Linked DNA regions of Mus musculus: region 1 is linked to region 2. Evidence: chromatin contacts called from public HiChIP or PLAC-seq data. All regions are on one chromosome and are shown on one strand. The core of a region is the stretch at or near the end of the contact, and the rest is flanking DNA. Distances in the headings are between cores, read along the strand shown. Region 1 has its middle 7.7 kb from the start of Zcchc24. Region 2 overlaps Zmiz1 (zinc finger, MIZ-type containing 1).

Region 1 (3,556 bases), core at 812-3,311, 290 kb before region 2:
GGAAGTAGCTGAGAAGTCTGGAAACTGCTGCTGATCCATTGTCCTTGCCTCAGGCCAGGAGGCGGGGCAGCTTCTGAGGCCTAGTTTCCTTAACTGCCAATTTGAAGCCTGTCATGGAGTCAGCCTGGCCTTCACATGTGTTCTGCTACACAAAGCAGTGACTCTGTGAATCTGGATGAATGAATAACTCCTCTCCCTTCCAGACCAAACCAAGCTCATACAGCAGCCAGTGTCCTGACAGAGCACACTGATCACACCTGAACACCTTTCAGCCTCCACTTCCCCGCCCCCCACCCCATCCACCACCCAGGTCTAGCCATCTATTATCAGGTCGTGTCTATCCACTCCATCATGAAACTCTATGAGGACAAAAGCACATGTATATGTGCACATGTGCACACACACAGAGAGACCCACATACATACATCTGTACACATGCAGTAAAGAAAAGTCTTTTCTCAAAAAAGTCTCTTCTCGAGATTCTGGGCAGCACAGGCCATCCTCCAAGGCTGAGGGACTCCGTCACCACAGTTGAACTGAGCTGTGACCCTTAAAGAGGCTGCTCCTCCACAATCTTCACCCCAAGACATAGAGATGCAGAGATGCAGATACTTCTGCTGGGGTGGGAGGGAGAGCAGGGCCCTTCCCCCTTCGTCTTTCATTTAGCTTTCAACATGTCTCCCCAAGAAGAGCATCTCAGAATGGTTGATCTCCAGCAATGCTGACCTGAGAACTAGAGTTGCAGGATGTTGAATGGGGGGCGGGGGGAAAGGCTGGGAGGGGCATTGGGAAGAGCCTTGTCTATGGTCATACGTAATGGGACAGCTGACATCTTGAGAGGAGATGGACTCACTGGCTGAACTTGGACCTATGGCACTGCATATTCAGTGGCAGACACCGCATCTAAGTCTTTTTTTTTTTTTTTTTTTTTTTGGTAAGGGGGACATTCAAGCAGGTCTTGCTCTTAGCCCAAGTCTGAAATTCACTGTGTAGCAGAGGTCGTCCTCATTCTTCCCACCTTCTCTTCCCTGATGTTTCCTGAGCCGTAGGGGAAGCATTAATGGAGAGACCCACTTAGCGCTGAGCACCGATAGCCATCATTCCTAGAGCTTTGCCCAGTTATGGGTCTCTGTGTTAACTGCTGATCACGGAGATCCCTTCGCCTCAGTCTCCATGGTTTCCATGTTCGCTAAGAGACCCTGCCTTCATAAAAAAGGTAGAGAGAGACTTAGTGAGACACAGGCTGCACATGCAGGCATACTCACTCGCACACATGCACACATACATAGAATTGCACACACACACTCACATATACACATATACAAAAGGGAGGCAAAAACTGTTGCTCTGCCTAGTTTTATGTCAGCTTGACATAGGCTAGAGTCATCTGAAAGGCAGGAACCTCAAGTGAGAAAACGTCTCCATAAGATCAGGCTGAAAAGCATTTCTTAGTGATTGGAGTAGGAGGGCCCAGCCCATTGTGGGTGGTGCCACCCCTGGCCTCGTGGTCCTGGGTTCTGGAAGAAATCAGGTTGAGCAAGCCTTGAGGAGCAAGCCAGTAAGTAGCTCTCCTCCGTGGCCTCTGAATCAACTTCTGCCTCCAGGTTTCAGGCCTGCTCGAATTCCTGCCCTCACTTCCTTCAGTGATAGACTTCAATGTGAAAAGTAAGCCAAATCAACATTTCCCTCCCCAGGTCATGGTGTTTCACCACAGCAATAGAAAACCTAACTAGGACAACAGACATTTATGATAAGCCCCATCCCTTCAAAGTGATGTCACTCCACTCAGGAGGCAGAGCCTCTATGATCTTGAGATGCAGGGAATTGAACCCAGGACCTCACATATGCTAGGCAAATATTCTACTTTAGAGCTACATCCCCAGCATCTAATTGCCTCTTGAAAGCTCTGCCTCTCCATACTGATAACGCAAGGACTACTTGTCCAGGACATGAACCTTGGGGCACATTCAAATGTAGCAGAGGACACAGATGGTCAGCACATGCTGGCAGTTTGCAGTCCCTGCTGGGGCTTCTCGCCATTCTTCAATCCCCGTCTCTCTGAGCTGTTTCATGACATGCCGATAGTCTGCATATCTGAGCTTATAAACCACAAGGACATACTGAGTTTATTACTTCATCCCTTAAGTAAACAGAAGGCTTGCTGTGGCGAAGAGCTGAGAGAGCAGAGGAGATTATAGCTGCCAAGCAGCTCACAGTCCAGGGGTGGGCTGGGTGGGAAGCGAGAGGAAGGTGGGTTTCACACCTGTCACACCACACAAACACCAAAGAGTCAAGAACAGAGGGGACCTATCGAGTAGGTAGGATGGGGGTTACGATCACAGGAAGTCAGTTTTCAGCTGATCTTGAAGTGGGAGATACTGCAGGAAGACTCCCTTAGGAGTCAGGATACTGGCTTCCTCCATGTTCTAGAGGCATGGGGGAAAGTCAGTTTCCTCACTTATCTGGAGGTCGGAGTCCATGTGTGTTGGATCTGGGAGACACTTCAGGTAGAATGTAGACGGAGGATCAGGAATGAAGTACGGACAAGCCCTTGGGTGCCATGCCAAACGAGCATTAGGTTTCCATGCCGATAGCCAGCATAGAGAGAATCTGAGTGGGCCAGTAAGAAGACTAGGGAGGTGGCCGTCAACTCCCCCTTGGCTCTTTGATGCTGACAAGGATGTTCTCAAAATAACATAGAGAGTTCTGCTCACTCAGTTTTGGGGCCGTTCATCCCATCTTCCAAACAGATGTCACATAAGCAAAAGCGCAGGAGAACGACAGACTGCTTCCCACTGCTGTGATGCACGGGAGGCCATGTTCTTGTTTGGGCCATTGACCCTGGGTGATGACAAATGCCAGTGTTGAGTTGATCTTGAAGGGTGGACACTGCAGGAAGACCCCCCTAGGAGCCTGTTCTAGAGGCACGGGGAAAGTCAGTAGTCCCACTCCTCTGGGAGATGGGCTCCACATGTCCTAGAGCTGGGAGCCATCACGTGTCCCCTGGAGACCTGGGATCCCTCCAGAGGCGGAAGCTTGCTGACAGACAGTTGATGGAATGTATACCACCTGCCTTTCCTTTCCCTCTTTTCATTTCTCGGAATTGGGTGTGAACTCAGAAGGCGAGAATGGAGTGGCTGCTGCCCACCCACTACTGTCTGGTGGACACCTGGCTCTGTGACTTCCAGGTTCCTGAAACTTAGAGATTCCATCAGATTGGCTGGGCTATATGTGTAGGTTGTCCAGGCCTTCAGCATACAGGCTGTCCTTCTAACGATCACCTCTCCGTGTTCTGCAGCCCGGAGACCAAGCAGGTACCGCCTGAGGCCTCTCAGTAGCAGCAGGCCCTCAGGCCACTCGTTCCCCACAGTGGTCCTGGGATTCAAGCAACAGTGGGAGTTTTTTTCCTCCTCAATGGGATACTTGTTCAGGTGGAACACTCAGCTTATCAATGTCTAATAGATAGGGAGAGTTTGGTTTCTAAGGGGGAGAGGGAGGGAGAGGGAGGAAGAGGGAGGGAGGGAGAGAGAGAGGGGGGGAGGGAGGGAGAGAGAGA
Region 2 (3,214 bases), core at 655-3,154:
GTCTGGAACCCCATGCTTTCTCCATCCAAACCCCAGGAGCCCCAGCAAGTTCCTGATGGATTCTGATGAAGTCACACTCTGGCTCCTTGATCTCAAAATTTCTCCAGCGTCCTTGAGAGCCTTGAACCCCCTTATGGTTTTCTCTCACAATTAATCACCTTGCTGGTGACATTGACCTTGAGGGTCAGACCTCTGAAGAGAATTGAGATCTCATTCCCCTCCCCCCACTGTCTGTCTCTGTCTGTCTCTGTCTCTGTCTCTGTCTCTCTCTCTGTATGTGTGTGTGTGTGTGTGTGTGTGTGTGGTGTTCCTCATAAACACTCCAGCCCCAGCAGGTTCCTCAAATCTCCAGGTTTTGAGGGTCACTAAAGCTCAAATCCCAGCTGTGTCTGACCCGATGGATGAACTTGCATATCCTACATATATTCATTTGTGTTCAGTCACAGAAACCTTCAAGGTATGCGCTGTTTCCATTCCTATCCCCATTAGACAAAGGAAGGAACCTGAACACAGTTGCTAGGTTTGGATCTGGGACCCAGAAACCTCGCTCCAGAACGTACACAGCAACCTTCACATTATACTGCCTCTGAAAGTCAATTACCCCTTACCCACACATCGAGGCTTAGCCTGGTCTTCACTCCCCCATAAACTTCTGGGTTTATCTGCAGTCCCAAACCTGGGTCCACACAGATTTTCCTCTCTAACTGTCCCTACTTCTAGTTCACCCATTCAGCCCCTTTTAACGCTGATCCCTAAGCTCAAACTTTCACCTCTGGCTTTCTTCTGGGAATCTGAGTCTCTCTAGGCCAGTGGTTCTCAACCTGTGTGTGTTGACCCATCCGGGGACTGAATGACTCTCTCACAGGGGTCAGCTGAGACCACCAGAAAACACAGGTATTTACATTATGATTTACAGCAGTAGCAAAATTGCAAATATGATGTAGCAGCAAGAATAATTTTATGGTTGGGGTCACAGGAAGGAACTGTATTAAAGGGTTGTAGCATTGGGTAGGTTGAGGAATACTGCTGTAGACAAACGCACTCAAAACTGACATGGTGGCTGAGTGACTCATGAGCCCAGTCCAGACGCTGCTGGTGCTACTGTCTGTGTTGGTCTGAGGGGATCTGAATAATAGGCCCCAAGGGAGAGCCTCTGAGGGATGTGGGGGACCCTGTAACAACCCCTCTTCCTCACACTACTGCGGGGGCACAGTCAGCATCCATACAGCCCATGGAGAGTGGCCATAGAGACCACATATGTAGCGTGCACAAAAGCCCAAAGTGACAGAAATTGATAAAAACTTCACGGTGCCACTGACACCCCATATATCAAAGGCCCCAAATCTCATTCTCTGCTTGCCTCCAATTTCTATCAGAGCTTGCCAGCTGCACATTTATTGAGAAGTTTGTGAGCTGACAGGCACTGTATTACCAACATTAATGATGCATCCGTCTCTAGAATTACTGGGGAAACAGTCCAGTTGATTTCATTATCATCCCCTGTTCTTCACATTTCATTCGACATAGCTCCCTACACAGGGCTGAACAAGGACCAAAGTCAATAAACAAAGGTGCAGGGCCGGGAGAACCCAAACTTACACACACACACACACACACACACACACACACACACACACACACACAGAGAGAGAGAGAGAGAGAGAGAGAGAGAGAGAGAGAGAGAGAGAGCAGTAGTTTTCCCCCCTCCCTCCATGACAGCTGAAGGTCCTCGGGCACAGCAGGTAGGATTCAGGAGGACAATGGATCAAGAGCCAAGGTCAAGCTCCCCATTCATGACTCAAAGAGGGAAGTGGCCTTCAGGAGGCATAAATAGACAGTGATGTCATCTCTATGTGCCCCTTGACTAGGGCAGGAAGTTAGCCCCGTGTACAACCTATAGTCATCTGTGGGCCACAACCCGGAACTGGATCCAAGCCTGTGACAGGCTCACCACTCTGCCAGCTCTCTCCAGGGACAGATGAGACTGAGATGTGCAAAGTGTTTGTCTCTGTCCTCTGCCCACATCCCCGGCCATGCAGGTCTCGTTTAGTTACCAGCCTTTGCCCACACTCCTAATCCCCATCGTCACCATCATATAGCTTGATCAAGCCCCTGCAACCCACCTCCCAGAGTTTCCCATCCAGTGCTTGTTTCTTTCTTGGCAGTGAACTAGGATTAAAGGTGCAGTTGAGCCTTTACCTATGCTTTCTCTCTGGCTCCCCACAGACAGGAATCTTAACTTTAGGGTCACCATCTTGTCCTTAGTGCCCAGCAGAGACTTGGCCTCAGCAGACCCCAAGCCCCTGTCCATCCCTGGATACAGTGATTTAGGATAAAGAAATTCTGGAAAAACATCAGTGGTTTCAGAGCTGAACCCCAGAGGTCAGAAGCTGGGTCATGCATTCTCATATCTAGCTCGCTATGGAGACCTGCCCCTTCTCTCTTCCTCTTGACCATTCTCTACATCCAGAGTCCCCTAGAAACTTTCTGGACAGCAGGGCCAGTAGGCAGCTCTTGAGATCAGGAGATAGGATTAAATTCTGTCCTGTCACTTAACTGAAATGTATAACAGCAGTAAGTGCTGCCAATCACCTGAGCCATAAGACAGGAGTGAGAGGCCTATGGTCACGGCTATCTCTGGGGACTTTTGGGTTCCCCAACCGGAAAGATGGGTTCCTAGTTCACCATGAGCAGTGCATACTTCCAGTAGCTCTGCAACTTCTCTATCTGTAGATGTTTCAAGCTGACCATGATGGGTGAGAAGTGGGGACCCAGGAAGAGACCCCAGAATGACTTGGGCCTGTGAGAACTGGCCTCTGGGAACATAAGACTCATTGTACTGCAAAGGTATAGAAGCCATGGCGTCTCTGGATGAAAAGATGCCTGGGGTATCCTCTCCATGGCTCTGGTTGCTTTAGCCAGAGAAATGCAGGCCCAGAAATGGCGAGGCTTAGTGCTCAGGTGAGCTCAGCAAAGGGCCAGAAAGACAAAAACACCTGCAGTTACCCAGTAGACCCGCTGGACAGCAGGAAACAGCAGGCAGGCAAGGCAAGGCAAGGCAAGGCTAGACAGGCGCTCAGGGTTGTCTCTGCATAAGAGCTCCCATCAGGAAGCAAGCTCAGAGGCCCAGCCCTGGACCTCTCGGGGCAGCCTCCAAACCATGGGGATTATGATTATTATTGTTATTTAGTGCTATCTGGAATTAAATCAGGGG

Evidence for each region. HiChIP or PLAC-seq counts read pairs in DNA pulled down with a chosen protein or histone mark.
Region 1: a FOXA1 HiChIP or PLAC-seq map of pancreatic cancer cells shows a contact between it and region 2. The contact joins two enhancer-like sites. A contact is called at or near these places in 1 of 115 datasets of contacts at active chromatin or transcription factors (pancreatic cancer cells) and 1 of 9 other capture datasets (adipose tissue).

What each region holds. Positions count from the first base shown.
Region 1 is chr14:25,774,981-25,778,536 of GRCm38.p6, reverse strand. No RefSeq gene overlaps it. Among named protein-coding and RNA genes, the nearest start is that of Zcchc24, 7.7 kb to the right of the region's middle. Within about 2 kb of position 2,061, at least 26 of the 459 cell types and tissues checked have an H3K27ac peak or open chromatin away from gene starts, as enhancers often do. A contact at or near this core is called in pancreatic cancer cells, where this site is marked.
Region 2 is chr14:25,482,896-25,486,109 of GRCm38.p6, reverse strand. All of the region lies in intron 1 of Zmiz1 (zinc finger, MIZ-type containing 1), which reads right to left. Among named protein-coding and RNA genes, the nearest start is that of Zmiz1, 25 kb to the right of the region's middle. Within about 2 kb of position 1,904, at least 67 of the 459 cell types and tissues checked have an H3K27ac peak or open chromatin away from gene starts, as enhancers often do. A contact at or near this core is called in pancreatic cancer cells, where this site is marked.